4 separate regions of the Mus musculus genome follow, and regions 1, 2 and 3 are each linked to region 4. Evidence: chromatin contacts called from public Hi-C, Micro-C and promoter capture Hi-C data. All regions are on one chromosome and are shown on one strand. The core of a region is the stretch at or near the end of the contact, and the rest is flanking DNA. Distances in the headings are between cores, read along the strand shown. Region 1 overlaps Nfatc2 (nuclear factor of activated T cells, cytoplasmic, calcineurin dependent 2). Region 2 has its middle 32 kb from the start of Gm46787. Region 3 has its middle 21 kb from the start of Gm33413. Region 4 holds the start of Kcng1 (potassium voltage-gated channel, subfamily G, member 1).

Evidence for each region. Promoter capture Hi-C pulls out the DNA fragments that hold promoters and counts their contacts. Hi-C and Micro-C count contacts between places; a contact is called where the count stands out from the background.
Region 1: a contact with region 4 is called in a Micro-C map of embryonic stem cells, with 2.1 times the contacts expected there. The contact joins the enhancer-like site here to the promoter of Kcng1 in region 4. A contact is called at or near these places in 3 of 39 promoter capture datasets (the C10 cell line, embryonic stem cells and pre-B cells), 1 of 484 Hi-C or Micro-C datasets (embryonic stem cells), 1 of 115 datasets of contacts at active chromatin or transcription factors (embryonic stem cells) and 2 of 9 other capture datasets (adipose tissue and embryonic stem cells).
Region 2: a promoter capture Hi-C map of stem cell-derived epiblast-like cells shows a contact between it and region 4, with 2.7 times the contacts expected there. The contact joins the enhancer-like site here to the promoter of Kcng1 in region 4. A contact is called at or near these places in 1 of 39 promoter capture datasets (stem cell-derived epiblast-like cells), 1 of 15 datasets of contacts at CTCF or cohesin (embryonic stem cells), 4 of 484 Hi-C or Micro-C datasets (all in embryonic stem cells), 5 of 115 datasets of contacts at active chromatin or transcription factors (all in embryonic stem cells) and 3 of 9 other capture datasets (adipose tissue, embryonic stem cells and pancreatic islet).
Region 3: a Hi-C map of pre-B cells shows a contact between it and region 4, with 3 times the contacts expected there. The contact joins the enhancer-like site here to the promoter of Kcng1 in region 4. A contact is called at or near these places in 5 of 39 promoter capture datasets (embryonic stem cells, frontonasal cranial neural crest, liver and 2 more), 5 of 484 Hi-C or Micro-C datasets (Sertoli cells, bone marrow-derived macrophages, embryonic stem cells and 2 more), 10 of 115 datasets of contacts at active chromatin or transcription factors (embryonic basal ganglia, embryonic forebrain, embryonic hindbrain and 5 more) and 2 of 9 other capture datasets (liver and macrophages).

The regions. Positions count from the first base shown.
Region 1 is chr2:168,523,794-168,529,764 of GRCm38.p6, forward strand. The region is part of intron 5 of Nfatc2 (nuclear factor of activated T cells, cytoplasmic, calcineurin dependent 2); the gene reads right to left. Among named protein-coding and RNA genes, the nearest start is that of Nfatc2, 64 kb to the right of the region's middle. Within about 2 kb of position 2,133, at least 247 of the 459 cell types and tissues checked have an H3K27ac peak or open chromatin away from gene starts, as enhancers often do. A contact at or near this core is called in adipose tissue and embryonic stem cells, where this site is marked.
Region 2 is chr2:168,110,140-168,116,383 of GRCm38.p6, forward strand. No RefSeq gene overlaps it. Among named protein-coding and RNA genes, the nearest start is that of Gm46787, 32 kb to the right of the region's middle. Within about 2 kb of position 4,987, at least 104 of the 459 cell types and tissues checked have an H3K27ac peak or open chromatin away from gene starts, as enhancers often do. A contact at or near this core is called in embryonic stem cells and stem cell-derived epiblast-like cells, where this site is marked.
Region 3 is chr2:168,457,993-168,463,831 of GRCm38.p6, forward strand. No RefSeq gene overlaps it. Among named protein-coding and RNA genes, the nearest start is that of Gm33413, 21 kb to the left of the region's middle. Within about 2 kb of position 1,824, at least 33 of the 459 cell types and tissues checked have an H3K27ac peak or open chromatin away from gene starts, as enhancers often do.
Region 4 is chr2:168,279,695-168,285,388 of GRCm38.p6, forward strand. Kcng1 (potassium voltage-gated channel, subfamily G, member 1) reads right to left here and starts at 1,412. Exons shown (of 3, transcript NM_001081134.2): 1 at 1,184-1,412.

The DNA of each region.
Region 1 (5,971 bases), core at 883-3,382, 240 kb after region 4:
AAGAGGAAAGAGAATGTAGAATAAAAGGATTTTCCTCGGGTGGTATAAAGAAGCCAGGTTCAAGAGCGTTGGGGTTTTTGTTTTTTTCAAGACTTGTTTTTCCTTGGTGACCAGGACCAGTGCTTGTTCTGTGGAGCTGAGGGCGTAGTCCTGTAAGCAAAGGTCTTGCTGGAGACTTGATGCTGATTTGTACATATGGAAGTTTCTCTGCAGGAAATTAAGAGTTAATAAACTTCATTAATAAATCATTTGTCAGGAAAAAAAAAAGAATCCAGGAGGAGCAGAAACAGGACGGACTGGGTCTTCATTCTCCTTTGTGCAGGGACGAGTTGACCCCCTCATGAAGGTCTCCACTGTCACATTGCTTCTTCTTACACTCTTCAACCCAGACTCTCACAGCCCCACGTGAGCTAAGGGCACACCTAGCACAAGTCTGTGGGTGATTCTGACCATAAGCTGTATACTCCCCACGACTTCATTCTCACTATGTTCCTGCTAATTTCTAGAACGTCTAAATATTCTCTCTCTCCCTGTCTTCTCCTCTCAGATAGATAGATAGATAGATAGATAGATAGATAGATAGATAGATAGTGTGTGTGTGTACCCATTGTATATCTGCCTGAGGGTGGAACCTAGGTCCTCAGGCAGGCTGGGTAAGCACTGTACCCCCAAGCACTAGGCCTTGCTACCTCTTAGGCAAACTACTACCTTTGAGCTTCTGAGTAACCCTAGGCTCTGCCCTCCACCCTATGTGAGTGGCCCCTCCCTCACCACCCAAGGTCCTATTTAACCTGGCCTCCTTTGGGAGGTTCCCTGGGTGCCCCCACCCCACTTTCTCCCATCTTCCCTCCTGCTTAGCCCTTCTCTGGAGAAAGGCTCACTTTGAGACAAGCTAGGCAGACGAGCTATCCTCAACCCCAGGAGAGAGGTCCTAGAAGTGGCCGAGTGTGGCAAGACTGGGCTTTCTTATCTCTGCTGTCTTTATCCACAATGAATGAAAGCTGGGCGGGACTCAATACTTTCAAGAACAGCCGATCTACAGGTCCCCGACTTGTTGAAATGGGAACCCTCGGAAGCAGGCCCCAGCACCCAGAGTCACCCCCTCAGCCCTATGTGGAAGTCAGGCGGCAGAAGACAACGAATAGAAGCAGGTGGGTCAACAGCCACAGAGGAAGGCTAGCGGCAGCCAGGCCCCTCCCACTCCCCTTAGGCTCCTCCCTCCCTCCTCAGCCCCGCCTTCCTGGTGAGTCAGCTTGAGCTCCTGGCTCTTCTAAGAGCTGAGGGCTGGGCAGAGGGCCAGGTCTTTCCATGCCAGGGCCCCTGGACCTCCCCATCCGGGAGCTGGGAGCCAGCCGGGAGCCTGAGCAGCGCAGCGGCCGCGTGAGGCCCAAACTTAACCCTTTCCTTCCATGTCGGACAGACATCACCCTCTTCCTCTGTCCCCAGGGCTGGTCAGCAGGTGCACTTAGGGACTCCTTAGGCTTCCACAGTGGGTTGCCCAGCCCCACGGTCCTGATGTTGTCTGCTCAGAGCCAACAGCACATCCCACCACCTGTGGGCTCCAGGATGCGCAGAGGGGCCAGGGATAAAACTGCTAATTCCTCCCACATGAGCACATCATTAAGCCTGTCTTTTCAGCGTGGGAGCCCCTTGGCTTTCTAATTGAACCACTGCTAAGGCAATTTTACTAGCAGTGAAAACAGCAGCTACAGACCCGGCTTTTCAGAATCGCCTTTGATGAAGCCGGGGTGGAGGGCTAGGGGCTGCTGGCGCTGGAGATGCCACCCCTCCCATTTTACAGGTGGAAAACCTGAGTCATGGCTACTGGGGAGACCAGCCAAGGGCTTGTAGCCAGCCGGGGGTGGGGGTGGGGCGGCAGGGCGGGGCCAGGCCCGGCTAGCTCTCTGAGGGGTGGGAGCCTGCTGTGAATCACAAAGCACTGCGCAAATGCACCGAATGCATGGATCTGGGGCAGCCTCCTCTCCCAGCAACCTGGGTACAACTGCCTGTTACCTTTCTTCCCCAAAGGGGATGGAGTCTTTAATAAAAGTGTAAGGAGAGCAAGCCAGCTTCCTAGAAGCCTCTGTGTCACACACGAGGTGTGGCCAAGCCTTCTGAATGGGATCTCACCAGTGTCTGGCTCCTCCCCAGCCCCAGCCCGACACCCCATTGGACTTCTAAGATGTAGACTCTCAGCCTCCATCCATGTCTCCTGCCTCAGGGCTGAACCGTTCTTTACTTTGGGGTCATGTCACGTGCTACTTTAGTATTCCAGGGCACCCCAAATCTCTCCTGTCTTCCCACTGGATGCCAGCAGTACTCTGCCTACCAGCTGCGACGTCTCAAAATGCACACAGACAGGGCTGCAGTCTCCTGGAGAAGGAGGAACACAAGGTCACTCCTAGCTAAGAGTAACAGTTGTAGAGATTTTGACTTAAAGGATCTGACGGTAGGACCCCAGCTGCCATTATTTAGTAAACAATCCTAATGGTCCCGGATGGCCACAGTCAGCATAATATTTGGCATCATTGCTGTGGTGGACAGGAGTCCTGCATCTGAGAGTCTCCTCTGTGCCATGGTAACAGTGCCTGCTACCCAGGTAAGCTTTATACAGACCATATGTTCACAGTAGACATGGTTAGAACACAGCTGGCAAACTACCTCATCTCAATCAAAATGTCCAGGGCGGATACATGAGTGTACAAAGGGTGGTATGTCCATTCGGAATATTATTGAGCCAGGAAAAAGGAGCAAAGTGCTGACACCTTGACAATCTCATTCTATATAAAAGGAATCAGGCACAAAAAGGCAAATTTAGTGTGCTCGAAAACGTGTAGCCTGTGGCAGTAAATGATAACCTCTCAGTGAGCTGTAGTGTGCACTACCGTCCACTATTTGGCACAGTGAGTCCCTGTAGGGGGTGGGAAACAATGCCCAATGCATGCTCAGCATGCAGGAATGTTCAGGGCTGAGCTCAACACAGGCTCAGGGTGCCGCTTCCTATTACACCAATGTGGCCTGCCTGGTCTACCAACGGCCTCTGAGGTTTGTCAGTGGCTCCCGAGCCAGAAGGCAGGTTTGCTGCGTCTCAGAATCTGCAGTGGCATCAGGCTGAGGCACTGCTTAGTAATAGTCCAGAGAAACCCGGCCACTCCCTGGGGCCCCTGTATCTGCGTGCTGTAGGCAGAGGCCAGAGGTGGACACTCTACCCTTCCTCCCGTGTGGCTTATCACACACGGTTCAGGGCTCAGTTCCACATGGCAGAGGCCACCTGAGGCAGGGAAAAATCCTCCTAGACAGCACCCCAGTCCTTGGAGAACCCCTTAGCGAAGCAAAGCGATCCAATTAGCCTCGGAGAGAGGAACTGAACAGAGGTGAGTGGCAGCTAGAGCAACCCCCCCCGCCCGCATCCCCCCCTCCCGGGACCCACAGTTCTGCCTGATGCAACTTCTACCAGCTGCTACTGCTAATTGGGGCAGCATGTAGGCCCTCAGAGGGCTCTCAGGAAGTCCCTGGCTTTCCTGGGCTTTCTCCCACAGCTCCCATAAGTCCCCAAAGCTCCCATCAGCTACTCAAAGATTCCAGGCCGTCCAAACCTTCCTATCTACAGTTCTCCAAGCAAACCCTGCCTGGGTTCAAATCCATCCTTTGGAGTGGGCTCCAGCTTGGCGACACACCAGACCCAGGCTCCGACTTAAGCTTCCAGGTGGCCCCAAGCCTCTCGATGCTGCTCCTGCCCGGTTTCTGGCACCTCATAAATTGTCTCAGGGTCCCATAGTTTTACAAGCTCTGAGTCCGCCGGGAGTGGCGACTCACTTTTCCCAGTGCCAGCGCTGACCTGCAGCCAAGCAGCAAGCACCTCAGAGACTTTGAGGGAAACCTCACGGGTCCTTGCCCACGCCTACAGGGCTGAGTGGCCAAGACTATACTCTGCCTGGGAGCCTCTGGAGGGACACAGGGGAGGCTGGCTGGAAGGTGTCTCTGCAGAGCCAGGGTTCTGTCAGTGTGGGACAATTACTACCACAGGGGGACCTTGGGTCCTGGCAGGTCATGAGTGTGTGTGTTATTGTGTGATGCACCGAGCACTAAGGGGCCAAGGCCCTATGTCAGCATCATGAGGATGATGCAGTATGCTGACCCAACTCCAAGTCTAGCTCCTGGGTATCCAGCACTGGGTCTCAGCCAATGGTCCTACACATGTTAGCTGCATTTACTTTTATTGCTAAATGTCATGAGCCCAAAGAACAGGAATTACTCCCGCTCCAGAGTCGAGGACGTTGCATCAAGGGACACACTTGAAAGCTCGTGGGCAACGGGGCAGATGAAAAGGATATGGACCCAGAGTCAAGGACTCAGCCACCGGGATAAGGGTCCTGTGGGAAGCTGTTACCCATCACAGGTCAGAGGTGCTTTCTGTCTCCTTAGTGGTGATCACTGGCCTCCTCTGACTACAGGACCCCAGGGTCCTGACTTGGAATGGCAGTCTGTCACAGAAGATCCAAGCTGGGCCTAAAGGAGCTATCCAGCCCCAGGTTCGCTGTGACCACTCACTGGAGGTTCTCCTATAGTGGGGACTGTCCATGTGCCCACTAGGGAGTCGATGTCACCACATGGTCTTGGAGGCTTCAGCTTCCTATCCCTGGCATCTCGTCCACGCGGCACCAGGTCCAGACTATACTCTTTTTTCTTTCTCTTTCTCTTTCTCTTTCTCTTTCTCTTTCTTTTTCTTTTTCTCTTTCTCTTTCTTTCCTGGCCTGGCCTTCCTTGATTTTCTCCCTCCAATGCCCTGGGCATTCTCAACCATCTTTATTTAACAAGACTCTCCCTAGAGGCCGCATGAACCTCACCGACGGGTTCCATGATCAGCGAAGGGTCCAGGTTGCCGAGACAGAGAGAGCTGAGCCTTTGGCCCCTTCCTTATGTAAGCCAGGGCTGCACTAAGCAGCCAGTCTTTCCGAACCCCAGCCTTGGAGGGGGTGGACTCTGAGGATCAGGCCTGCCTGAGTCACTGGTGCATGTCAGTGCTCAGCAAATATATCCCAATATTTCTGGATGAGAAGGCAAGGGACCCACAGGGTGATGAGGCCAGTGAGGGGCTGGTACGTGCAAGCCCATGGACATACTGTGTGCGCTCCATCAAGGGCAGTTCTGCCTGCCTCTTCCCAGGTGGCTGGATGGGGAAAGGGCCAGCTAGGGGGGAGGGGAACGTCCACCAGCAGGAAGCTACCTGGGTAGCTTCAGAGCAGTTCTCTTGGCAACTTTTGCCAGTCTGCGCTCTCCTCCCCTGACTTACGGTAGCCTGGCTCCTCCTGAGTGGTAGGGTGTGTGGGCCATTGTGCTCCCCTGGGGCACCTCGTGTTTGCTTAAGGCCCACACGCACCTGCAGCTTCCCAGGCTATAGGCTCCCTGTGATGTGCTAACAGCCAGGGGCAGGGCAAGTCCGCTCTGTAGTGCTACAGGGACTGTCACAGGTGACCTGTCCACCCTGCACCATCATAGTGGGAGAGAGGGCTACAGCTGTGACCACAGTCATGCTATTATGTGACACACGTGTACTTAAGCACAGACCAGCAAGTGGGGTACTAGAACTACTCCTGTTTTATAGATAGGGAAACTGAGGTATAGGGCATTAAGTAACTTCCCTGGAACTAAGTGGCTAGTAAGGCTGGATTTGAACCCAAGCCTCTGGATCCAGAACACAGACTCCTAACCACTATTTAAACTCTACTCACTCTGCTGTGGCCCCTGTGGTGTTCAAGGTCGTCTCGGGCCATTGCTGGCAAGTTTCTTGGGATGCAGAGGCTGGCACAGGCCTGGGCTGTGTGCCCTCTCCCAAGGTGCAAATTTTATCTATTTATATACAAAGTGTCAAAGAAGAGACTCAAGCACCCTGTAATGAAAGATAAAAAGTACAGAAGCAAGAATGTGTGACACCCAAGGACTCAGCAACACCTTCCCTGGGTGTTTACCA
Region 2 (6,244 bases), core at 3,737-6,236, 170 kb before region 4:
GGTCAGGGTGTCTCTTCACAGCAATAGAAAGGCAACTAAGACACTTCGTTTTCTCTTTTTTAGACTGAGTCTCACTGTGTAACCCTGGCTTCCCTTGATCTGTCTGCCTCTGCCTCCCAAATGCAAGGATTAAAGGTGTGGGCTGTAGGGGCCACCATACTCAGCTTCTTTTTCTTTCTTTAGACAGTTTCATGTAATCCAGGCTGGTCTTCCTGCAGTCTCTATAAAACGAGGCTGGTGTTGAAGCCCTGATTCTCCTGCCTTCACCTTCGAGAGCTGGGGTTACAGGAGTGAATTAGGTTGTGTGTGCTGGAAATGGAACCAGGCTCTGTGCACACCAGGCAGGTGGCCCTAGTGATAGCACCCCTAGCCCTGAGCCACACACTTTAAACAAAAGAGGTCCCTAGGGACTGAGTAGTGCCTCGGTGACACAGTGAAAAAGGGGGGACCTTCAAACTGCAGCCACTGGAGACGAACCACTGTCTGTCTCAATAGGGACACATCCTTGATCAAGACAAACAAAAGGCTGTCAGCAAAAGCGAGCAGCAGCTTCCTGGTGGGCTAGGCTCTGTCATTTACGTCCTGGTAAATAAAGGGAGTGGGGCAGCAGCACTCAGAGTGTCAGGTACTTGCTGCAAGGGTGAGATTGGAAGGTCAAGTCCCTTGTACCTGTATGTGCCAGCTGGACACAGCAGCTGCCTGCCACCCCAGCATTTGGGAAGCAGAAACAGGATCCCTGGAGCAAGCTAGCTCACTAGCCTAGGCAAATAGCAAGACTGGGATTGTAGTAAAGACCCTGCCTCAGAGAATAAGGCAGAGACACATATGCACACACACACACACACACACACACACGCGCGCGCACACACACACACACACACACACACACATCAGGTTCACCTGTGTGCACACAGACATCAGGTTCACCTGTGTGGGCACACACACACATATCAGGTTCACCTGTGTGCACACACACACACACACACATACACCAACATGTGCAAACATACATGCACACAGACACCCACCATACACATACAAAAAGAACAATCTTTCTGAGGCTATCAGAAATTCTACCATCTTCTATTCCACATTTTGTGAAGAACCCATGGTTGGTTCACCCTGCTCGGGCTTCCTGCTGGACAGATCCCCCAAGTGGATATGGTAAAATGGCCCAAGGCACTGGCCACCAAGCCTGGTGCCCCATAAGGTAGAAGAAGAGAGTCAGCTCTGGCTAACTGTCCTCTGACCTCCACACTCATACTATGACACACATATGCTTCTCTCTCTCTCTCTCTCTCTCTCTCTCTCTCTCTCTCTCTCTCTCTCTCTCACACACACACACACACACACACACACACACACACACGTGTATACATAATTCCTAACTTCCCAGGAGGTTTGCCGCTTACTTGGCACACCAGGGGTCCTGGTCACTTTTATGTCTGAGACAGACCCCTGTGTACTCTACTCTATGTCAGCTTTACTTCAAGCACAGCCCTACCTGTGTGTGACAGGGCCATGTGAGCCGTTGCCACCTCTCTGCTAGAACTGTCACGGATTCACAAAGAAAGGAGTCTGGGATCGGGGTGGGTCAAATGTCCTGAGTACAGGCTGTGGCCTGGCAAGGCTCAGGCCTCCTCCAGGTGCATCAGGAGTATGGAACACTTAAGTGGCTGCAGCCAGACGTTAGCTGCAGCCCAGGTTTCCTTGAACACCTGCTTCTCCTGTCCACTAGTCCAGGCAGGTCACAGTGAGGCCACCTACCTCCTTCCAGGCCAGCTGGAGTGAACGTCACTGCCATCTTCCAACCAAGCCTTTCTCCATCTCAAAGTTCTCAGCTCTCTTGTAAAGAGCCTGCTTGATGACGTCAGTGTGTCATAGACAAGCAGCTTTGATGAACCCCCAAGCAACTAATTGAACCACCACCCAGGCTCTGAGAGGATGCCATACCAAGTATGTCCACCAGGGGGCAGGGATGCCCGGGACCGAGTTAGAATTTGCCATCCTTGGTCCCCAGAGCACAGCGCCAGGGGTCTGTTCTGCAGCCTGGCAGGGGCCGACCATCTTGCACAGTCTGGCGGGGTGCTGTGCTGGTTCACTTGTAATCCTTCCCTAGAGAGCCCACATTGAACCTCTCCCATCATCTTCAGGGAATCTGTTTCTGCAGCCTCAGCAACAGCCCCTAGCCCAGCGAAGGTCCCAACGCATGCGTGCTTGCTAACCAAGACCCTGCCTGGCAGGTTCACCCGTTACATTGTGACCTGACCAACTCTGCCCTGTCTTGAAAACACCAGCTTGTTCATCCCACTCCCAGCAGGTGAGGCTTTCTGTCTGCCAGACACTCTTGGATGCCATTTATGGGGTGAGCACACGGCACCCCTTCGAAAACTGGTAAGCCACACTGCAGCACTAACTAATGAGGGAAATAAGGCACAGAGAGGTTAGTCAACTCTACCAAGGTCACGTAGGGTAGCTGCGCACCCGGTATGTGAACCTACATAGGTTGAGACTACCTGCTGTGTGGTGACCACCAGAAATAGTTCCCTCCAAAGCTCCCTGCCACGATCAAGAGGAGCTAACTAGGCAGGGTAGTACGTACCATCAGTCCCAATACCGTCAGTCCCAATGCTCAGACAGAGTGACTTAGAGAAACCATGCCTTAAAAACAAAAACAACAGCAAGTGGAGAGAGAGAGAGAGAGAGAGAGAGACCCGGAGCCTGAAGACAGTTGATTTGATGTCAGCTCCTTTTTAAAAGGATAGGAAGAAGCCGGGCGTGGTGGCGCACGCCTTTAATCCCAGCACTCGGGAGGCAGGCAGATTTCTGAGTTCTAGGCCAGCCTAGTCTACAAAGTGAGTTCCAGGACAGCCAAGGCTATACAGAGAAACCCTGTCTCGAAAAACAGAAGAAGAAGAAGAAGAAGAAGAAGAAGAGGAGGAGGAGGAGGAGGAGGAGGGAGGGGGAGGGGGAGGGAGGAGTGGGAGTGGGAGGGGGAGGATGTATTTTGGGTGTGCACATCATGCCACAGCACTAGCGTAGAGGTCAGAGGTCACCTTGCAGGGACCATTTCTCTTGAACTGTGGGTAAGCAGTTCAAGTCCTCAGAGTACCCTATGAGGTCTCACCAGCCTTGATCTCGGGTCTTCCTGGGGCCTCACTGAGCTCAACACAGGAGAGCTATTCATGTTTTGTTCAGAAAAACTATCCATGTGGTATGGGCACGTGCCGGCTCACCCTGTGACCGGCACCCGGTGAGCATGTGTGATAGCCATCAAGGGCCCGGCTGTGTGAATTTGCCTGGAGAGAAACGAATAAATTCCTGTTCACTCCAGACAGGGCACCACCGTCAGCCAGCCAGAGCCGCCATTCTGCCTATGTCCAGCTTAGGCAATGAGTTTACTAGGGTTTCAAGTAGGCACCTAGGCACCCCCAAACCAGCTGCTGAGTCACTAAACTGCCTCAGCCTGGTATGTGGGATACTTTTCTGTTGCTGTGGTAAAACACCATGACCAAAGCCACTTAAGGAAGAGGGAAGGGTTTGCCTTTCTTCCAGAGGGTGGGTCGCAGTGGCCATAGGAGGCCAGAGCTTAGAGATCGAGTCTCAACTGCACACAGGAAACAGGAAGAGCAAACTGGAAGCGGGGTGAGACTGTACCCCTCAAAATCCACGCCAACTGATAAACTTCCTCCAGCAGGGCTGTGCCTCCTAAAGGTTCCATAGCTCCCACCACAGTGCCACCAACTGGAGAACAAAGTGTTCATGAGCCTGTGGGGGAGGGGACCCTTTGGTGATGTCGTCCCTCCTCCCTGTGGCTGCATGGAGCCCTTGCAGTTAACTGCCCATCCTCTATATGATCTTTTCTTTTCTTGTTTCCTTTTCTTTCCCCAAACAAGGTTTCTCTATATACTCCTGACTATCCTGGACTTGCTTTGTAGACAAGGCTAGCCCCAAACTTACAGAAATCCACCTGCCTCTGCCCCCTGAGTGCTGGGTTTAAATGTGTGTGCCACCATTCCTGGCTTCTACACACTCTCACTGATTAGCTATGAAGATGACCACAATGCTCAATCTCTCCAGGCCTGTTTCCACCTCCATTCAATGGAGACATTGCAGGGCTGATGTTCACGCTGGTGTGATGGGAACCCAGCAATCTGGGAATAGTGCCCGGCACACAGTGACACACACTTGGGCCACCAACGTGATGACACTTGCAGAGCCTAGAAGTGCCACAGCTGAGCAAGCCCAGAACCTGGCACAAGGGACTAACTCCAGTGTCATCCAAAACTCAAAGCTAAGGCCACATCCCACAGCAACTAACTCACAGTGTCAGGATTCCACCTGAACAAGGTCTGTAGCCAACAATTCCTGGGAATTACATGATGGAAGGAGAGAATGGACACCCTCCCCACACAAAAATGTCCTGATTTTCACACGTGTACGTACACACACACACTCCTCCCCTCCCCCAACAATACGTAAATCCAATGAAAGTTTAAATACACACATAAAAAAAGAATTTTCACTGTGTTCACAATTTGTGTGTTTCTCCTCTCTTTGAAATAGGATCATATATGTATCAAGGCCTCAAACTTGATATGTACCCTAGAACGTCCTTGAATCTCCGATTCTCCTGCCTCCACCTAAACCGGGGGCATAACTGTCCTGCACCACCGCAGGCAGGGCTTAGGCCTGGATGCTGAAAGGCAGATCGACCACTGTGTGCCATGAGGTGAAGCCCAAAGATGCGGGAATGGAAGGACGTGACCTGGGGCCCAGCTCAGGGTTCCCGGGAGTCTCCACGCTGGGCAGAGGCTGGGCAGGCACCCCCAACTCCCCCCTACACACACCCCACTTATCACCACCCCACCCCCACTCCCATCTCCAGGCCTTGCTGGGGCCCCGCCCCCACCCACAGAGACCTAGTCTAAAACCGGCTGCAGTTCTAAGACAGCTTGGGCGCCAGAGGGAGCTCCAAGGGACTGGACTGGCTTCTTCCCGCAGCTGGTTCAAACTGGTTTGGGCAGGGTGCGGCCTCTGCAGGCTGCATTCCAGGCCTCTGGCTAGCAGCGCATTCCAGGCCTTTCCAGGACCACTTGGGGTAGAACCTGGGGACCATAGCCTTGAGTCCTCTAAGAGGCTAGACCCTGTGCGAATTCAGCTCTTTGTTTAAAATCTTTCCTGCGGCCTTGGGCAGGGTCCTTGGCTTAGGACCTTCACCAGGTGAAGCCCTGAGTGGGGGTGTGTCAAAACCAATTAGTGACTGACTTGGTAGAAAAAGGGCAGGACAGCTCCCCATTTCTCCTGGGTCCCCAGTTCAAAAAGTGGGTTGGGACACGGGATTCCAGAAACACAGTGATTTCTGGCTTCCCAGATCCTTTAGAGTGTGACAACTTCTCCAGAAATTGACAATTTCCCTAAGCCTAGCCCGGGCTAACTTCAAACATACAGGTACCAGGGAATCACCTCAAACCTTGATCCTCCCGCCTCTCCCTCCCAAAAGTACTCTTAAAGTTTGGTTATAACGAACTTCAAAGAAACTGGCCTTCCAGATATCCAAACCTTTAGTGCACTCTCCCCAACTTCCTCTCTCACCCCCAAATTACCACCTTGCTGAATGAAACTTCAATCCAGTTCCCGCCTTTCCTAGGCCTCATGGCCAGGCTACAGCTGAACCAACGCAGTATAGGCAGCGCCTGGTGACCATGGGACACCCTGCCAAGCCTCAGCCCTCGCTCACCTCCCCTAGCCTTTCTTCTGGTTGTCCACCCAGTGGCTTTTGCCACTCAGTGCTGCTGGCCAACCAAGGCCAGCCTGGGCTCTTCCAGCAGTTCCCAGCCCTGGCAGGCTTGCTAGAGGGGGGTGGGGGTGGGGGTGACTCGTGAAAGAACTCAGAACTAGACATGTCATAGCTATGATGGATGAATGGATGGATGGATGGATGGCCATGTGTGGTCTCAGTGGATTCCCTTTCTAAGTGCCTGGTACCCAAGGCACTGCCAAGAATTTCCCAGAAGATGCTGGGCAGAGAGCTGGAGAGTCTGGATGGATGTGGAAAATCAGTCACACTTCCAGAAGTGGGGAGCCAGCAGCCCCAGGGCACGCAAAAGCCAGATGGAGCCAGTTTAGATTGCTCTGGAGGGTTGTCAGATAGAAGATGAACTCACACACACAGCAGGGAAGGATCAGGGTGGTGGGTATTTATTTCCAACCCTAAGACCAGCCCGTTTAAAAATAAACATAA
Region 3 (5,839 bases), core at 574-3,073, 180 kb after region 4:
CTTCTCATGGCTTTGTCCTCAGAACTCTAGAAGCCTCAGCTGGCATTTCAGGGGTAGACGATGGTGGGGGGGGGTGGTTTGGGGGGGGGGGATAGCCTGCCCATGGCTCCAGGGATAGGCTACGGAACCGGAGGAGGCCCTGGGGACAGGGAGCATGTGGGCAGGCCTGGGGGGTCTCCTAGAAGGGGAGCCATGGGGCCAGCCCAGGGGCAGGGTGTGAGTGGGAGGAGAAAGGCAGCACGCGGGGACATCAGCCTCGGTGGTCAGGGGACGCATGGATGGATGAATGATAGTGCCTTTTTTTCCTGATGAGAAATACATATTGGGGACACCTGGGTAACCCTTCTCATCTGGAAAGCAGCGTGGAGGTAGCTGTGACCTTTAAATGAGAGACACTGCTTGATCACACCACCAACAAGACGAAGCAGGACGCATGCCCACCATCACTGACACCTATGACTGGTGTGCCACAAGTGACTTCTGTGTGATCTCTATGATACCTGTATTTCTGTGAGATCCTGGAGGCAGTCCTGGGTACCCCCAGGGCACAGGGGAGGTGTCTGCTCTGCCGACCGTTTCTCTCTGGCTGTGTCATGGAAAAGAAGAAACCACTCAAAGAAAGCGAGCCCCAGCTGGATGGCCTTCTCAAGTAGGCTGTGGCTGCCAGATGACAGGGTGCTCCTGTCAGAGACGGCCTCAGGGACAGCCTCTACCCATTCCCACACAGTCCTGAAACAAGACACCTCTTGAACTGATTAAGCTGTGGCCAGAGCATCATGACATCACTTGGGGTTTAGGTGTCCGTCTCGCCGCTGCAGGAGGATGGGTCCTGGTTTTGGAAGCGGGCAGGGGCTGGTAGCATGCCTGTGGGCTGGAGTCATCACGCTGCAATCAGGCTTAGTCAACTCATGCCACTGGTATTCAGGGTCCTGACGTAGATTCTAACCTGTCTCATATGTCCGGTGTCCTAGGCCAGTCACTGGGACTCATGCTCTTTTCTGATTGGCCAGTGCTGATGTGAATTTTTAGTGCCATTCCAAGTGTCCAGAGCAGCTGGGGGCAACTGGTCAGTTGGATACAGTGTGAGGTGGGATGTGTGAGTCCTATTATTCTCCCCTGCTAGGTAAAGGCCAAGGACTTGACCAGCAGCTTATGTGTCCGAGAGAAGGGTCACCCCAAGTACTGTGTGCATGGGGGATCCCCTTGCTCATGATTTGTTGCATGATGGTCCTATTGCGCCAGGAAGAGGAGGATGGGATGAGATGCTAAAGTCCCCTTGAGGTCCTCTTGAGGTGCCCTGGAAGATGCCGAGGTCCCTTGCAGACTCACATTCTAATGGAGGCTACAGCTTTTTAAAACCTTTTTTTTATTATTATTCTTTGTGAATTTCACATCATGCACCCCAATCCCACCCATCCCCCCATCCCTTCCTACCACCCTACTCCCTTGCATCCCCCCCCCCAAAAAAAGAAAGAAAATCTTATCCTGGGACCTCTAGTGTGCCACAGTGCGTCCCACAGTGTACCCTTGTGTCCACACTTCTTTGCTTGCAAACGTTCATCGCAATGAGTCTTTGGTCTGGTTCAAGGCCTCTGGCTTCTGCTACACCATCAACACCAGATCCTCACAGGGACTCCTCCCAGTTATCCTGTTGTTACCCTGTGCCATGGAGATCCTGCAGCTTTGCATCTGTAGGATCAGCCCGTTCACGAGCCCCAGCAGGTCATTCATGGGCTAGAAGTTGGTGTGGCTAACTCACAGCCCTGGATTTGGGGCCTGAGAAGTATCTGAGCTGGTCAGCCAGCCCGCTCTCCCACATCCATACCACCAGGGTGAGCTCTCCTGCACTGTCCCAGCTAACTCATCCACCCGGTGCCCTAGCTGGCAAGGGACAGAAACAGCTCTATCACTCTTCTACCCTTGGGGCTTGCTCACTGTAACAGGGCCAGCTTTGCTGTGCTGCCCAGGCAAGGTGCAGGGCCTGCAGCAGGTGAGGGGCAGGGCCCGCTCTCCTGCTCTCATGACCCCAGGGCCAGATCTCCCACCTGTTGCAGGTAGCAGGACGGTGGACATCTCCCCATTGCCCACACTGCCACAGGGCAGACAAGCGACAGGGCCATCCTCCCACACTCACACCCCCGGGGGCCCAGCTCATTCACAACTCCCACAACCAGAGACTACAGATTTTAAGAAGTGGTCTTAAAATGGTGGAGTTAAAGAGATACAGAGTAATTGTTAGAGTTGGGGAGTGGGGTCCCTTAAGACCGTAGTTATAGATGGCTGTGAGCTGCCATGCCAGTGCTGGGAATTGAACCCCATGTCCACTAGAAGAGCAGCCAGTGTTCTTAACCCCTGAGCCATCTCTCCAGCCCCTCAGGACACTTTTGGTTGCTATGCTGTATGGGTGAGCGTGTTCCTGACAAGAGCCAGGGTGAGCTGAGATACTGTGGGGCCCTCCATCCTGCCCAGGATGTCAGTGGCATTGAGGAAGGCAGATGGAGGTTCAAAGGAAACAGCTCGGTGGGAGGAGGGGAAGCAAATGGAGGGGGAGGGAAGGGGCCGATGGCTTGGAGGGCTAGCCTGGGTTTTGGACAGCCTTAGACCTCTGCTTCTGTTAGCATAGGAAGCTCCTTGAGGCTCGGATGGAAGAGGCTCATGCCCTGAGTGACTTGAACAGAGTCTCTCTGCTGTTGTGTGAGAGCCACTGGCACCATGAGGGCCCGATGGGGCCAGCAATCAGTGTGGGGGAGTGCTGATGGCAAATGAGAGGGGAGCAGAGTTCAGATCTGAGGTGTTGAGAAACTGGTTCCAGGGGATTTGCTGATGGAGATGGGGTTGAGGGAGGGAGGGAGGGAGAGGGAGAGGGAGAGAGAGAGAGAGAGAGCAAGCAGGTTTCAAAGGGGCAGCAGGAAGGGGCGTGGCTCATTCAGGGCCTCTGGTCCCTGTGAGGAGTGTGTGCTGTGATCTAAGTAGGACAGGAGTCACCACGGAAGTCAGGACAGGGTGTTAATGGGTGCCATGACATGGACCAGGACACTTATTCAGAAGTTTGGAGCTGATCTAAAAGCAGCCATCATCCCAGCGTAACTGTCACTTTCAGATTCCAGCCTTCACGGCTTCCAAACTGGCCGTGTTACATGTTCACGTGAGATTTCAATATGAAGAGTGACCAGGCTTCCAGAATCCTCCTCACAGGCGTGCTTCCTGTGCTGGGGGGCGGGGGGGGGGGTAAGCTAACCCTGGTAGCCCCTCCCGCCCCCACCCCAACACCACCCCCACCCACTGCCTCCACTGTTGAGAGAGTCTCAATCATCTCTTTTCTTTGAACTTGGATTCTATAAACGAGGTCCTGCTAGGACAAGGGGGCGTGCTCATGGGTGGGAGAAAAGGGGTTTCCGCACTTGGCTCCACGGTCCCTCACCACCCCATGCTTGGGAGTGTGGACTTCAGAATCCTGAGTGAGTCCGGCATCCGGACAAGTTCAAGGTGAGTGTGGAGGGAGGGTGGGTGCTGAGATGCTGCATCCTCAACTGGCACTCAGTGGATCCTAGAAAGCTGGGAACAAACCCAGGAGGGAAGTCCCTTTGAGTGTGAAGTCACTGCCATCCACTCGGCACAGAATGGAAGGACTCTCCGTGGGAAAGACAGCAGGGGACTCCGGAAGGGGTCCCTGGGGTTTTCCTGGCAGCACTCTCGTGGGCCGGAAGGGCAGCTGGGGTCATTTGTTGCTGTTCCTGTTGCCTGGGAAGAGCTCAGCCATTCCGCCATGGGTTAGATGCTCTCAACTTGGTGCTTGAGCCGACAGCATGTGAGCGAACAGTAAAAAAATGAGTGCCGGCAAATTTTGAGATTTTAAGTTTTCATTACCTAACAACACATGAACAGCTGGTAGGAAAGCAGGGTGCCAAGCCGAGAGAAACTGAGAGAACAGAGCTCCCAGGCCAGTGCCCTGCTTGGCACTTTTTCCTCTTCCACATTACCCACGAGGCCTTGTGCGCTCCTCTTCCCATTGGCTGGAAAGTGATGGTGCTGTCCTGTGCAAACCAGAAACCCCAAGAGCCAGAGTGGGGCCCAGAGCAGGGCCTGAGGGTGTGGGTGGTGGCAGCTAGGCCTGCCCCTGCGCACCTTGCCCAGGAAGGAGCCTCGTTTGTTTGCACCATTCAGTTAATCTTGCTTCTGGCTGCCCGGGCAGCTATGGACCTTACCTCAACATTTTCTTAGGCTCACAGCCTCCGCTTGAAGGTGCCGTTTAGCAGGGCGGCAGGGGCTCCCGGCTGGTTCCCTGGGGTCCTGGGAGAGGTGTGCCGCACGAAGAAAGCTCATATTTCTCACTTTTAAAAACAACCAGGCCCATTCCCTCTCCAATGTATTCTTTGTTTTTAAATGCAATTTAGAAAGGGCCAGAGTCTTTCCCCTGGCCTAGCCGTTTCCTGTGGGCCTAGCTAATGTCCTGGCACCTTGCCTCCAGGTGGTCCTGGGTGGCTCAGCTCCTCCCCCAGCCCCCCACCCCACCCCAACTTTCCTCTCCCAAAGGCTCTTCACCTTCCGCTGTTGGGAGCTGATTAGTCAGCGCCCACAAGGGCCTTTCCCAGTCCCCAACAGCTCCCTATAGCACTGTCCCTCGATGATTAGTAGGGGAGGGTATGAGAGGAACCCAGGGTAGGAGGGACAGCTTGTCACATGCACCAGAACAGATGTGGGTCGTGCCACCTTGGGTTCCATTGAGGAGGGCGGGAAGCTAGTGAACTTCCTACCAGGCCATTTCTGGACTTCCTTCAGTGTGGGCAATGTCACACTGGCAAGCGCAGGTTTTTGAAATGAGCTTGAACCCCAGCTCTGATAATATTGGCCTCCCTGAGCCTCAGTTTTTCCTCCTGTAAATGGGGTTCACAGGAGACTGTGGATGCAAACACGCACACATAAGTGATATAAAAATAAGAACACTGAGTCCCGAACCAGAATACGCTCAACTGGAACCTGGAGGCTCTCTGGTGGCCACGGGAACCTCTCACATGATGCAAACCCCTGCTCACAAGGACAAGGCAGGTCCTGGGCCTCTCTGAGTATGCCAACCATGACAGCACTGGGTGTCAACAGAGGCAGCTCCACAGTGGAGGAGCAGAGAGGGTATATGTGTGAGGGACCAGCGATGTAGTAATGGCAGGGCGTGGGCACCACTTTGTGATGGGCCTTGATGGGAAGAGGTCCGAGGTGTCGTGAGATGGGACAGGAGCGCTGTCCCCGGGGTCCCTGAGCTCAGCAGCATCCTGAGCCTCTCACCCCTAGGCTGTGCCTCAGCTCTCCATCAGCATCCTGACTCAGGCTTGTGATGTCACAGCAAAGCTGTTCCAGAGGTCTGCGGTGTGCTCAGGGCAGCCGCAAACGAGGGGACTATTTTTAACTAGGAGAGAGAGGAGTCGGGGTTTAGCCTGGTGGCCTGAGAAGCTGGGAAAACTGTGGCATCATCTTAAGGTTGCCTGCAGGGCAGGGCTTTCCCCATCATGGCAGCCTTCCTGGCCTTATAAGGTTTTCATGATGCAGGCAAAAAAGTTCCAGGGGATTGGGGTGATAGCTCACTGGGGAAGGGTGCTTGCCATGCAAGCTCAGGGCCCTGAGTTCAAATCCCCAGGTGGATGTGTCTGGAACTCCAGTACTGTGAGGGGTAGAGATGAGAGGATGGCTTGAGCTTATTGAATTTCCAGGTTCAGGGGAAGATCCTGTCACAAGGGAATAAGAACGTGATAGAGCAAGACAGAGCAAGACACCCTAGGTCCTCCTGTGGCCTCCACATGCACACACAGGTGAACACATCTATACCTCTCTCTCTCCCTCCTCCTCT
Region 4 (5,694 bases), core at 162-2,661:
CAAACAAACCCCAGCGAATATCTACCTAGATTTATAGTCTGGCAGGCCCTCCTTTCTCCAGCGAATCAGACCAATCCCTGCCCCCTCCTCTCACCTTCCTGTGGACTTAGCTCAGATGTCACCGAGGAGGGGTGAGTATGCGTTTGCCTCCCACCTATTATCTACTTGGGGAACTCAGGTGTTTAGCACCCCTTAAGTACCTCTGCATTGCAAGTGTTTAACAAAATGTGTGCCAAAGTGACAGCTTGGCCTCTAAGCCCCATCACTAGGAGGAGGCTGTGCTCACCTAACATTAGATGAACCTTCTCAGCCCTCATCATCACTCCCAGCCCCCACTAAAGAGCTTTTAAAAGCCCACTTCTTCCTCTCCAGGGATCGGACCCCCCACCCACCCAGGAATGAACGCATTAAGCACCAACCTTAAATCTGCTATACACATATGCTGTAGCGCGGGCCACCCTGGCAGGCTGTGCCCTTCTGAGGCAGGGCCTGAGAGTCTCAACCTCCCCCCCGCCCCCCCATCGCCAGAGTCCATTGTCCTGTCGCCACCTCGGCCATTGTTCAATCCAGGCTTGTTGAATAAATGACTGGATGAACACTGAGTGTTTGGCATAGTGAGATGCCCACAGCAGGTGCTCAACCAATTTTTGTACAACCCAGAGAATGAACGAGTTCGTCTCTTTTCCATCCACACCCAAAAACTATGAGCAAAGCCGGGCCACTTATCCCGGGTACACTGAGGTTAAGGAGACCTCTAACTTTCTTACTAGATGCTAAGGCCCGCGACCACTGAATAGTCACTAGGGCCTTGCACACAGTAGGCGGTCCATAAGCCTTCACTGAGTTCGTAATTAATGAATGACTTAAATGAGTCCCGCTGGTGGGGATGCTGCCTTCCGTGCCTATTGACAGTGAAAGACTTCCCCGCATTCCAACTCCTCCCGTGGGACCCCAAAAACCCTGCACGCAAAGTCAGAGCGCACTACGCATTCCGGGGACCCCTGGAAAGGATCCGTGGCCGGACCAAACTGCGGCCGCGTGGGTGCATGCCGCATCGCCCGGGCGGCCTCTCCGGGGCTCCTAGGTATCCGCAGAGGGTACCGGGGCCGCGGCCACGTGCAGAGCCCGGAGCGCCGCTTGCAGGAGCAGGGTCCCGCCAGGCTGCAGCCCGCGAAGTTCCCACCTTAAGTTCCCGTCGCGGCGTCCCCGCCTAGGAGCTAGCCGGGCCGCAGCTCTGTCTCCCGGCGCAGCGATGCCGGGGTGAGGATGCGAGAGGGGGCAGCAAGCGGCACGTGGGACCCGCTTGGCCTGCCGGGGCTGCCCGCAAACTTTGGCCCCAGGGCCGCTGTCCTGCGCGCTGGACCCCTGACCGTCCCGCCTCCGCCTCCTGGTGCCCGCCGGGCTGCAAGTGCGCCGGCAACGCGGCGCGGCAGCAGCTGAGGGAGGTGGCCGGGCAGGAGGCGGGACGGAGGGAGGGGACTGCGCGCGGGGCGGGGAGAGGGGCGGGCGGGGGGCGGGAGGATGGAGCCACCGCGGGACCCGCCACTGCGATGCCACGCACCCTGACCCGACCCAGAGTCCAGGTCCTAGCGGAACGCAGTGCTGCACTCTCCCCATCCTGCCCATAACCATCTCCTCCCATAATCATCTCCTGCGCCCTGCAGGCCCCTGCCTTCCGGTGGCGACCTTTTAAGTCCCAGCGCTGCTCCTCCCAGGGCTCCTGGCCTGAGGCGCATCCACTTCTCCAGTTTTCTCAGTGGTCGTGGGACGCTCTTCCACCCTAGGCTCAGCGAGTACCAGGACCCGAGCCTCATTCCCCACGTGAGTCGCTATCGTGGGAACGCCACCGAACCAGTCTTCTGTCCTTAGGTCCAACCTCACGCTGAACTGTCACGGACACTGCAGATGTCACGTCGGGGGTGGGGTGGGGTGGCCGCATTTTATGTGTGGCAGTCCGGGAGCCCCACACGCTCTCCACCTTACCATACCAGCCATACATGTGCCTTCTCCATTGGCGGCCTTGGGCTTTTCCTGCCCCTGCGGTCCAGGGCCTGCGCCACCTTTGCAGTGTCACCAAAGCCAAAGAATGAGCGCTCTGGGCCCCAGAATGACTCCTATGCTGTAGTTCCTCACTGTCCCGGGTGGGTCCCGGTCTGGCAGTCTCTGGGTCCTGTACTCAGTCAACAGCCTGGAGAGGACAGGGTGGATTCTGGAGGCCTCTGAGTTGGCAGAAGTTGCAGCAGGATTTGGGATTAGGTGGGAAAGCTGTCTGAGAAGAGAGGGAGTAACCTGCTTGGGGAAATTGATTGGTACTGTCCTTTCTCCTCCATCAGGGAAGCAGGAGAGACTCAGGAACCAAGCTCAGCGAGTGTGCCTCCTATGCCTGGGGCTTCTTTAACGAGTTGCTTAGGCTTGGCCCCGGGGGATGTAAGCTTTGGGTTCACTCAGCACGTGGGTGGAGACAGATGGCAGAGTCAGAGAGTCAGCTGAGGACCTGTCCCAAGAACTCTCAAGCTTCTGCAGCGTCTACACCAGGAGAAAGGGGGGCGGGAAGTGCAAGTAGAAGGGGAGGTGGGGGAGGGGCTCTTCAGATGGAACAAAGTCGACTCCAGATCAGGGCCAGGAACTGAGAGGACCTCATCTTTGGGAGATTTGCAAAGAGATCCCACTAAGGGGCAAACAAAGGCTTCTGAGATGCTGAGAGACACGGGGAGGCAGTGTGCCGGAGGGACATAAATAACAGAGGCCAACATAAAGGTTCTCGGTGGACTCTGGAGGCCAGTGCTCCCACGTCCCATGTTGAAAACATGGCTGGTCCTTGGTGCTCTGTTAGCATGAACAGAAGGACCCATACATCCATCTTTCTTGCTTTCTTCTGAGCCTCGGGTTCCAGAGCAAGGGCTGTGCTGTCTTCCTCTGGCCGGCAGCTTCCACATGGGAAAACTTAAGAGTAGCCTCTTCAGTGATTGTTGGAGGAAGCCAGCACTGTCCTATGACAGCAAGCCTACTACTGCTGTCCCCATGGAGGACGGCAGGACCAGGATGTGAGCAGAAGTTCTCAAAACCTTACTGTGGTCTGAGTCCTCTGGAGAATTCTTCAAACCCACTGGATCATACTTGTGACCCTTCCAGCAAGTTCCCTGGTCTGGGCTTTTTGAAGACTTCAGTTTATCCCAGCTCCATCTGGCCTCAGAGAGATACTTAGATGGGTTGTGAAGCCCAAGCTAGCCTAACTACTTTATCCTTGGGTCTGGGCCTATCGGAACTCGGGGCACCTGAGTCTGGTGTTGGGGTGACTTGAAGACAGAAAGCCCAGCACAACAGAGGCAAAGACTCCACCCTCCCCTGCCCTCTACCCCCGACCTCCACACAGTCTCAGACCCAGGCTGTTCTCAAGGGTGAATTTATGATCTTATCCCCTGCTGTGCTTCACCAAGTACAATAAAATCCTTCTAAATCCTTTTAAGGATTCCCTCTGCAGCTCTCTCTTGTGCCTCCTGCCAGATCTCCAGTTCTTATCTTCATTTTCCTCCCGAGAAGCATCCCTGGCCAAGTTGTCCTGTGGAGAAGGATGCTGAGGGTGCTGGGGTCGGCTTTCTGAAAAGATGAGGACCATCAGGCTTGCTGACACATGGGGTAGCCTGTGGGTAACAGGCTCGCACTTGATCTGTAGGCGGGCTATGGCACGGAGCCCTGCTTTATTTGTCTCTACTGGGTTAAGTTTTAAGAAGTTTGAAATTGATTGCTAACATTTAAAAATCACATTTCATATGACATTATTATTTTTTTTGAAAAGCTGGCAGATCTGGCTAGTATTTTTTTTTTTTTTTTTTGAGAAAGGGTTTCTTGTAACCCAAGCTAGCCTTGAACTTGCTATGTAGCTAAGGATGACCTTGAATTTCACACACTTCTATCACCCCCCTTCTAAGAGCTGGGATTATAGCTGTCCACCACTAAACTTTGTTTTTAATTTAATTAAAAACTTAATTTGTTTTAATTTTATAAAGATTATTGATCAGGATTTCCTGACCTTGAACTTGATACATCTGAGGATGCACTTGAACTCTTGACCCTCCTGCCTCCCTGGCCAGCAGTGCTAGTGAGGACCACGGTTTGTTTCTCAGCCTGCATCCCATCATGTAAGTCATTTAAGTTACTGCCAGATCCCCAGGAGCCAGAGCTGGTGCAGATCATCTTAGCAAACCTCCTAGATTCACATGGTAGATGGCAAAGCCGGATCTGAAGCCATGCCAGTCCGACCCCAAAGCCTAAACTCACCCTGAAACCAAACGCCATTCCCCTAGGGGCCGGAGGAGACTCATTAGAGCTGCCTCAGGACTTGCCTTAAAAGGGAGTTGCTGTCAGCGGGTCAAGTATGTTCTCCATCTTATCCACTACCCACTGTCAGCGAGTCACCAAGTCCCTGGTTGCTTTCCCGAGGCAGCTAGGGTTATCCACAGCTGTCTGAAGCTCTTACCTATCACCAGAGATAAAAACGTTTAGATTAGATTATAGCTGGGGAGTCTGAAGAGGTTAGCTAGGGAACTGGGCCATATCCCGGGACTTGAGGAGTGCAGCTTGTTATAGGGAAAGGACTGGAGTCAGGTCAGGGAGGAGAGCCAGGTACCTTTCTCTCTCAGGAGACCCCATCTTCTGGCCACTCTGTCCCCTTTCTGGGCCTCTGATTCTTGCCTGCCCTGCTCCTCTACCCAGAGTCTTCACCCCATGGATTTTCTTTGTCACCTTGAGACTCCTCATCCAGGAGTGGGGGTGAGCAGTGTGTGAGAATGGGCCACTCAAGGACAGGCCTGGATGTTTAGCACAACACTGATCATTTTGCATTAATTTTGATATTTTAAGATATTGTATCAAGATGTTATTAGTTCTCCTTAGTGACTTCTTTGGAAGAGCCTACAAGGTCACTCTTTCACCCCAGCTCCAGCCTGGGGCCCTTTTCTTCCTTCCTTCCTTTCTTTCTTTCTTTCTTTCTTTCTTTCTTTCTTTCTTTCTTTCTTTCTTTCTTCCTTCCTTCCTTCCTTCCTTCCTTCCTTCCTCTCTCTCTCTCTCTCTCTCTCTCTCTCTCTCTCTCTCTCTCTCTCTCTTTCTTTCTTTTTTTCTTGCGCCCTGGCTGTCCTGGAGCTTCCTGTGTAGACCAGTCTGGTTGGGAATACACAGAAGTCTGTCTGCATCAGCCTCCTGAGTGCTGGGATTAAAGGTGTGAACCACCATGCCCAGATACATATATGGAGAGAGAGAGAGAGAGAGAGAGAGAGAGAGAGAGAGAGAGAGAGAGAGAGAAGAAGAGAAAGAAGAGAAGAGAAGAGAAGAGAAGAGAAGAGAAGAGAAGAGAAGAAGAGATTGAAGTCATGGCTGTGGGTTTAGTTCTTTCAAAGCCTACCTTTAATAACGATTCTTAAATGCTTTAACCTCACTTCTAGCCCACCACTTAGCAGAGATAGTGGAAAAGAAAGGTTATTAGGATTCCGGGGGAGGTGAACCTGTTTAGAAATTGTTCTTTGAAGCAAATCCAATCTGTGTTGTCAGGAAATCAGCAGTTCAGTTCACAGGAATTAGCAGCGACAGCTTGATCCACTCACAAACACTTCAGGAATACACCAGCAGTTTAGAAGTGTCAGGACAGCAAACACGAATCAGCAGTGGTGGTGCAATCTAGCAGAGACAGCCAGGCTGACA